Regions from separate parts of the Anser cygnoides genome. Here region 1 is linked to region 2. The links are chromatin contacts, called in public Hi-C maps. All regions are on one chromosome and are shown on one strand. The core of a region is the stretch at or near the end of the contact, and the rest is flanking DNA. Distances in the headings are between cores, read along the strand shown.

What was found. Hi-C and Micro-C count contacts between places; a contact is called where the count stands out from the background.
Region 1: a Hi-C map of liver shows a contact between it and region 2, with 9 times the contacts expected there. The contact joins the promoter of RIOX2 here to the promoter of MPC2 in region 2. A contact is called at or near these places in 2 of 7 Hi-C or Micro-C datasets (both in liver).

The regions. Positions count from the first base shown.
Region 1 is chr1:88,373,366-88,377,643 of Taihu_goose_T2T_genome, reverse strand. It overlaps RIOX2 (ribosomal oxygenase 2), which reads right to left and starts at 1,889. Exons shown (of 10, transcript XM_048071635.2): 1 at 1,813-1,889.
Region 2 is chr1:88,222,734-88,227,015 of Taihu_goose_T2T_genome, reverse strand. MPC2 (mitochondrial pyruvate carrier 2) reads left to right here and starts at 2,320. Exons shown (of 5, transcript XM_048071581.2): 1 at 2,320-2,541. The coding sequence starts at 2,436. It overlaps DCAF6 (DDB1 and CUL4 associated factor 6), which reads right to left and starts at 2,010. Exons shown (of 21, transcript XM_048071578.2): 1 at 1,747-2,010. The coding sequence starts at 1,840.

The DNA of each region.
Region 1 (4,278 bases), core at 640-3,139, 150 kb before region 2:
TGCAATTACAGCAAAAACTAAAATTATAAGGTTCTGCTTCCATCTTTGTAAAGCTGTCAAACTTTGTGGTTTATGTAGAATGAAAAGTTTTTTTTTTTTCCCCAAATTGCACACATTTAATTTTAAAGTTGGAAGTCACTTAATTTGTGGGTTTTTTTGTTTGTTTGTTTTTTCCAGGTAGATAATATGTTCATATATCATTATGTAAAAAATAAAAAAGATAATTCACAAAGGGCTCATCTGCCAAGTTTTCAGGAAAGTTAAGGCAACAATCAAGTAACGGTAAGTCTAACACCATAGTACGTACAGACATACTTGCGTTAACTTTAGATCAGCACCAGCAGTTCATCCCGAGTGGCTCAAAGCCCCACGCAGAGGTGAAAGCCAGCCTGAGAAGCTGAGTTAAGCATCCTGACAGAGAGCCAGCACCAAGCCCTCCAGGACTGCAGCTTGCTTGCTCTGTCTGGGCTGGCTGAGCCCAGCTAACCCTGGGCTTGTCTGAGCAGGATTGTGAAACCAACACGCAAGGAGTTAAAACATGCTGCAGCTTTCATTTGGCAGTGAAAATGACAGCTTTACTCCCCAAAGTAAACGCTCTTATGCTTTTATTTACGCAGAATCCTTATCACAAAACAAACTCTAGTTCTGGTGTGTACGCACAGTGCGAAGTTCTCCTACACAGCTGCATGCGTCCTCACTGCCACACCAACTCCCTAGCAAAGTGTTTCATCAGCAGCTCCTGTGCCTCAGCAGTAACTGACAGTCACCGAAGTACAGCAAGAGGGAATGCTCATCACCACCGGACACTCCTCGCTGCAGCAAGCCACAGCCCTCAGCAAGAAGTGGGAATGCTCAAAAGGACTGAAGGTTAGCCCACGACTGCTAGCAACCTCTGACAATGCTGCAGGCATTGAGATTTTGCACTGACACCCCCAAAGCCGGCAACTCAAATCCAACCAAGACCAAACTGCCCGTTTTGTATCCCAGACCTAAATCCATCCTATCAGCCTCATGCTCACGCACAGCCTTCAACAGTTAAATCCCGGTAAGTACTGCTCACAGAACTGGGCTCCATTTACACAGCATGCTGTGCTGCCGTGTTTTATTGGCTTATTAGAACAAGCAAGAAAAACACAACAGAGCGCACCACTTCTTGCTTCAGACAGGAGTTATTCCACATCAGTATTTTCCCTGTCACACACCTGTTTATGCTTAAACTTACTGAGAGTTGAGCCCTGCTTCTGAGCGCAGGCCTGTAAAGCAGCCCTTACGCAGCACGGGGTGTGTGGGGGGGGGCTCTGGCAGAAACACTTGGTCACAGCTATTCTTAGGCCACACAGCCCTGCTGTTTCCCACCGCCGCGCTACCACATGTGGGTACCATTAAACTTTTTCCAGAAAGGAAAAAAAAAAAAACACGGAAAACCGTGCTGCAGGGCCAGCCGCGGACCCCAGCCAGCGCTCACACGTGCGGCCACGCCAAGGGGGGCAGCTACCAGCCGCGAGGGGCACCGCCTGCAGCACGCCCAGCGGGCAGCAGCCCCCGGGGGCCGCGGTCTGACGATCCCCGGAGCACCGGGGCGACTCCTGGCACCCCTCTACCCCCCGAGGGGGTCACCCACGCTGCCTCCTGCTCCTGCCCCGGCACCCAGCACCCCACGCTGCCTCCCACCCCGCAGCCGGGACAGGCAAAGACGCCGGGCTGCCCCGATGTCCCCCTGCTCCCCGGCGGGGCGGCTGCTGGACGGTCCCCCCCCGCCGCCATCAGCCGCCCCCCGCCGGCTCCGCTCCCCCCCCGGACCCCCGGGCTCACCCTCCCGAGCACGGGGCCGCTGCGCGGGGCGGGGCCGGAGGAGGTGCTCGGCGGCCGCCACAAAATGGCGGCTGGGGGGCGGTAAGGGATCGAATGGGAAGCCTCGGGGACAGCCCGTGTTGCCGAGCGTGATGGGTTAAAATAGCAAATACATCGCAAAACCTTGTGGTTCTTTGCGCGAAGTTTTACTGTGTATAATAACTAATTAATGGTCTGGGCTTTCGCTGCGTTGTTTTTTCCTGGACCTGAGTCTCCTTCTTGTGTCCCTCTGCTGAGGCCTTTGACTGACGGCGTGAAAACTTCTCGAAATATTTTTAGTTGCCTTTATTAAATATGTCTATTAATGGGTTAATTTTACGTTGGCTGCAAGATGTCAGAGAAATTGTTAGGTAGGTTTTGCTAAACTTGTGTTCTTGTGTACTGATCACCTGAAGAACAAAAAATAGAACTACCAGCAAAAGGTGAAATTTGGAAACCTGAGCAGCCTCTAAGTATGTGGCTAATATACGTGGAAAGTTGTATTGGGCACATGATAGTTCCTAGAAGGACTTCTCAAAGATAGATAACAGAGGAGACCGTGTCCTAGCAGCACTCCGGAGGGAGATGTTGCCTTAAGATAACAGAAATAATAGAGCATCCAAATATCACATTTACCTATCACATCTAAAATAGCAGCTCAGATTCCTGCCTTTTTAGAAAATTCTTCTGCAGTCCTGTTTCTTCTTGTGGTAGAAATAACTCCTGCTTCCATGGCGCTAATTGGGTCCCTTGGAATAAATGTTATGTGTTTCCATGGGGTTCCACATTCACTAATACATCCAAACTCCTATGTGCTGAATAGAGAGAATGGCAAAACATAATACATGGAAAAAGGGGATGGAAGGGAATAAAAGACAAACACTTTTCATCGTATTCTGTCCTTGCGTCTTTACCTCCTGGACCACTTTGGTCTCCAGATGACCAGGACATTGTTGCCATTCAGTCATGAAAAATACAGACCGATCAGCATGTGGATTTGTTACAAGGAGATAAATTTTGCCAGGGCTGAAACTAAAGCTATGTACATATGTATATGAATTACATAGGAAAATTTAAATTTCTCTCTCAAGCATTTTCTTTCATTGGACTGTCACTTTAGAAGAAAAAGAAGATATTCTCTGCTTTCTAATTCTGTCCTCTTATTAGTTCATCGTGACGTCACTCAGCATCCAGGACACTTGCAAAATGTATTAAATTGAGATCATTTTAGTGTAAACACTAATAGTTAGGATATTCAAAGGTGTAACTTTTTCTAGCCTTCTGAAAAACAGGTCACTGGCATGAAATTCTGCTTACTTCTTCCACAAAAATTATAAAGCTTTGAAGTGTGAAGTAGTTTTCCAGACTTAAATTTTGCAGCTTAATCACCTACATTAACACTTCCAGGATGTTTTCTTAATCCAGATGGGTGTACCAGCAGATGCTAAAAATAGGGAGGCCACATCCTGCGCTTCAGCTGGTCAAAGGAGCAATTACAAGCTGTTATTTCTGTTTTCCAAAAATCCACAAAGTATTATCAGCATAACTGCTTGAATACCACTAGGGTGAACACTCAAACAAATATGTATTTACATAAGTTTTAGTAAATGCTGTGGGAATTAAAACTCCCACATTTGACTAGCTGCAAAAACGGCCACAAATAACAGGAGTGGGAAATACTTGTGAATACTTTTGTAAAGACTCTCATGCTGGTTTGTCTAGACAAAATGACTAAAAGTATTTACTACCATACCCTTCCGGAAGGTGACACAAACTTCAAAAGAGGGTCATCTGAATTTTAGTCAGCTAATGCTCAGAAAGCCCTCTAAAAATAATGTATTTAAATACTGTTTTTTATTATTTTACAAGAAAGGATCTGTGAAGCATAATTGATCCTGGTATCATCCCTATCACTGCATTGAGAAGATAAAAGTCATAAGCTTTGCTGAAAAAAGTTTGCAGTAAGTTTCATCATCATAAGATGCAATCCTCGTCATTATCATAATAAAACTCGCTATATAGTGAATTTCTCATCACTTTCCATGATGAGAATACTTTGCCAATGGTTACATTCACACTTGCAAAATAAATACAGTTTTCTCCATCAAAGAAAACTAAACTGCTTTCAGGTACCTGTATAGGATGTGCTGGGAAAGTAAATGCAGGCATGAATCTCTTTGCCTATACGCTTCCATGTGTGGGTCAGTTTGCTGGCCAGTCTACACGGGACTTGGGCAGGCTAGACTGTAGAGCCCTTGCTGCTGCAGATCCTCTAAGATATTTAGAAGAGGGAATTGTTTTGGGTCAAGAAGCACTTGGGTACTTTTTCTGTCAGAGGCTGAAGATTTACTTTTGGATAAATACTTCTTCCCATAAGGCAGATAAAAATTTTATGTGAAAACAATGGTGTTACATTAGTTCATGCTATAAGTTTAGGGCACACACATC
Region 2 (4,282 bases), core at 1,071-3,570:
AAAGCTGTCACATTAAATACTTCAAAGGAATTATGGATCCACTTCCTTCTTGCAATAAACCCAGGCTGCTACCCCTCTAGATAAATTATTACCATAGTTCATTTGTACGTGGGTCCTCATTTTGGCAACACCAAACCCTTCGCCTTCTATCAGAACCGATGTGTTCATTAGTCACGGAAACATTGCACAATGACAAAAAAACTGCAGCAAAGATTTTGGGATTCTGGGGAAACTAGCCCGTCTCTGAGTAATTACATTTGCCCTCCTAAATTCATTTGCCAGTTTCAAGGCAGAATTTAAGTTGGATACTAAGGTTTGCTGCCAATGTTTTTCACCATAAAAGCACTATGATGTTCAACTGGAAGTAGCAGGAAGCTCAGCTTCCACCCACGGCCCAGCAGCAGGATTCTTCCCACTAGCATTAGGCTAAGCCACTGCCCCAAGTGAATGAAAGCAGAGTGCTACTGACAGCCTCCTAGAGCAGCTTGGCTTTCTCTGGAGACTTCAAATACAAGCACTGTCTGAAATCGAGACTAATTAGCCCACAAATGCTGAGGAAAACATAGCTAACACAGATACACTGATAAGACCCACTTTTTCCTTCTGTCACCACATGGGGAAATCGCTCTTAAGGAATGATAACGATCCAAAGGACACGTCCCAGGCATGCACTTAGTGCCCAATCTGCACTAGACTTTCCTTTGGAACTTTGTCCTGAACTGACAAGGTTTCAGGGCAGTTATTTAGAGATCTTGCAAAACCAGACAGAGTTTTGCAAGGACATAAATTCCCGGAGTGAGCTATCTGCCTGGAAGGTACGACACGATGTGCAGATCGCTCTCGGAGCAGCTGTTTTTGAAGGCTAGAAGAGGCTATAAATAGAGTGCCACCTGATTGCCAGTCCACATGAAACTCAAACACAGAGCAAATAAGAAACGGCAGTGAGTTCTTAGGTGCATTTGTCCAATACCCGGGCACCTCCGGCATTCCCTGTATGTTATATTTTAGTATAAGAACATTACCCAGGTGGATGGGTCAGCATAGAGGTATCAGATGTGTGGCACACATCTGCCAACACACTCTGAAGTGCGTTGTTAGTGGTGTACTTGCTGTGAGAGCTCTCTTTTGCCTTGCTGGCTGCAAAAGAGCATACAGACGTATAACCTGCTTTATTTTGTACTGGTGCTCATGAGGGTTTTGACAAGTTTACCCCCCCCAAAAAAGGGGAAAAAAAGCACGGATGACGGCCAGGTGTCCTGATGCTACTGCTGAGAGCAAACAAAACGCTCGGCTTCCATTTGTTGTGGCGGCTGAGCCGGTGCAACAGGTAGCAACTTGCCTTCCAGCTCCGAGGAGCTGAGCGAGGCCCGACAGGCGGTGCCACCTGCCTGACTTCAGCCAGGTCCCAGAGGCGGAGGTCCGGGGGAGCCCCGCCAGCCGGAGCCCGGCCGGGCAGGGACCCGCCCGCCAGGCGGCACAACGCCCGGCCCGGCGCCCGGTGCGCGAGGGCCACCAACGCCATTTTGCCGGAGGAGGGCTGCGGGCGGCGGGCTGACCCCACAGCGCGGCTCCCGCCGCCCTCGGGTCAGGTCCCTCCCGGGCACGGGGCGCTCCCGCAGGGGGAACCCTCCCGGGGCGCCCTCCCGCGTCCCCGCCGCCATCTCGGGGGGCTCGCTGCCCCCCACCGACGGTTCCAACGGTTCCAACGGCCGCCCCCCCCCCCCTCTACCCGCCCCCCCCCCTTACCCAGGTAGTGCCTCCGCAGCAGGCCGGGCTCCTCCAGCCCCAGGCTCCGCTTCCTCACGTCCCACAGCAGGTGGGGGCAGCGGCCGCGGGACATGGCCCCCGCCGGGGGGGGGCTGCCGGGCGCTCCGCTGCCGCCGGCCGCCCCGCGCGATCACCATGGAAACCGGCCGGCCCTCGGCCCCCCCCGCCCCTCCCCGCCCCGCGGCTCCGAGAGGGAGAGGGAGAGACAGACGGAGAGAGGGGAGAGGGAGAGAGAGAGAGGGGCGGGGCCGGCCGCCGCTCCGAGCCACGCCCCCCGTGGGAAGCCACGCCCCCGCCGGTGAAGCTACGCCCCCAGGGAGCGCTGCCCCGCCCGGGAAGTGACGAGCGGGGTGAAGCCGCGCAGCGGGCGGCCATCTTGGGGTTGGGCTCCCGCCATCTTGGCGGGCCGCCATCTTTGAGGCGGGAGCGGGCCGGCGCTCTCGCCCTTCCCGCGGAAGGCCGGGACGACTCCTCCCGGCAGCGCGAGGCGGGCGGGGCGGCCGCAGCCAATCGCGCCGGGCCCCTCCCTCCGCCCCCCTATGGCTCCACCAATCAGCGCGGTCGTGGCCGGCGGTGGGCGGGGCGGCGGCCGACCCGGCGTGCTGTACCGAGCGGCTCGAGCGGCGCAACGGGAGCGGAGCGAGCGGCGGGCCCCCGCCGTGCACAAAATGGCGGCCGCCGCGGCGGGGCTGCGCGCCTCGTACCACCGCCTGCTCGACCGCATCGAGCTGGTGCTGCCGCCGCGCCTGCGGCCCTTCTACAACCACCCGGCGGGTAACGGCCCGAGGGGTCACCTTGGGAGCGGGGGGAGCGGGGACGGGGCTGGGGCTGGGGCTGGGGCTGGGGCTGCGCCGCTTTTAGGGACCTCCGCCCCGCAGGCTGGGGGTCGGCGGTGTGAGCCGGGGGGGCGCCGACCTTGGCCTGTCACCCCCCGGGGAAGCAGAGCGGGCCCAGCTTTAGGGACCGTGTACGTATATAGGCGTCTCGGTGAGAGCAGCAGCCGTGATCCGCACCGACGACTTCTGTAAGAGAAGCCACGGGACAAGCAGGTGTCAGAGCCGAACCCCTGCCGCTAGGTTTCAGCCCTGAATGCCTCGCAGGGGGGTCCTTGAGAAAGCCATGAGGCAGATGTCACGCCGACTGCAAACGCGCAGGTTAAAGATGAAAGGCTTGTGTTTCTCTTCGGGATAACCAGGTTTCTGCACTAATTTAGGACTGACTCCTCCAAGTGCCATTCTCATTAAATTATAAATCACTTGTAGCAAGTGAAGGACAATGCTTGCTTCTTTTCTGGCACAAAGAAAGCTTCCAGGAAAACACCTGGTCCTCTGAAAAGCTGTTTGTTTAGCTGACACCACACAGGCTGAGGTTGCTGGAGGACAGCAGAGGGCAAGGGGTACAGCACGCCAACTCCCTGGCTGCTGCAGAGCAGGGAACATTGCTCTTTGCAGCCCCAGAGGAGTGTGGGCTGAGCTTCCTCCCCTTTGGCCTCCTAAGTTCACTTTTCCCGATCAAACTAAACTCTCTGGAACAAAGACTTCTTACATTTATTATAACTTTTTTTTTTATAATTTATTTACACACATGATATCCTCTGGTAATGTCCTTGCTCCGATGTGCTGCTGTCAAATTCATCCTTGAAAATTTCTGTGTGTCAGGATCTAGGACAAGCTCGCGCTGCCTGGCAAATCTTGTTTACTGGCATGCCTCTGGGAGAGGTATCCCCCTGACAGCACTCAACAGTCCTCCCTCATAAAAGGCTTGGCTTGGCACCAACTGCTTCTGACTTTTGTAGTCCGTAGTTTTGAACTTTCAAGTTACCTAATGTTAATAAAAAATAACATCAGATGTCTTGAAAATCTTACTGCTTGTTTAGGGAATGTCGATTCGATCACTTGTACACCATCCCCCCAGTTCTCTGGTACTCCAAATTTGAACTTGTGCTTCAGAAGAAAATAGATGATAGCAATTAAATCTACTTTTGTGGAACCTCTGTAAGTTGGATTTATAAAGAGCTGTATTTGCAGCCTGATACAGAAATACTAAGTAGCTGCCTGAAAGAAAACAATGACTGAAATTTTCATCCTGGAAAAAAAATCCATGTGTAGGGAGAAACGTTCTGTTCTTAACGCAAAAAGTGATCTGCTAGTAGCTGTTAACTGCTGTTTTAAACTTGATCGCTGTCACGAGCCTCGTGGGTCTTAGAGGGCTTTATGCAAAGCTGCCAAGCCCATTTTTGTTGCAGTTGTGCTGCCCTTCTACAGGGCTTAGTTGGCTTTAAGGTTATGGAGCAACTGATATTCATAACAATAAGCCTTATCCTGCAAATTGCAAGTGGCTTCACGGGTGCTTGCTGCAGAAACCTGACAGTTAATTTCTCCAAGTTACGGTTTCAAACCTGTTTTAAAAAGCACAGTATAAAGAGTTACTGTAAGGCCTTTTATTAGGCTGAATTGTTAGTAAAAAATTAGCACACGTAAAAAGCAAACAACCAAAGTCCTAGTGTTTATAATGC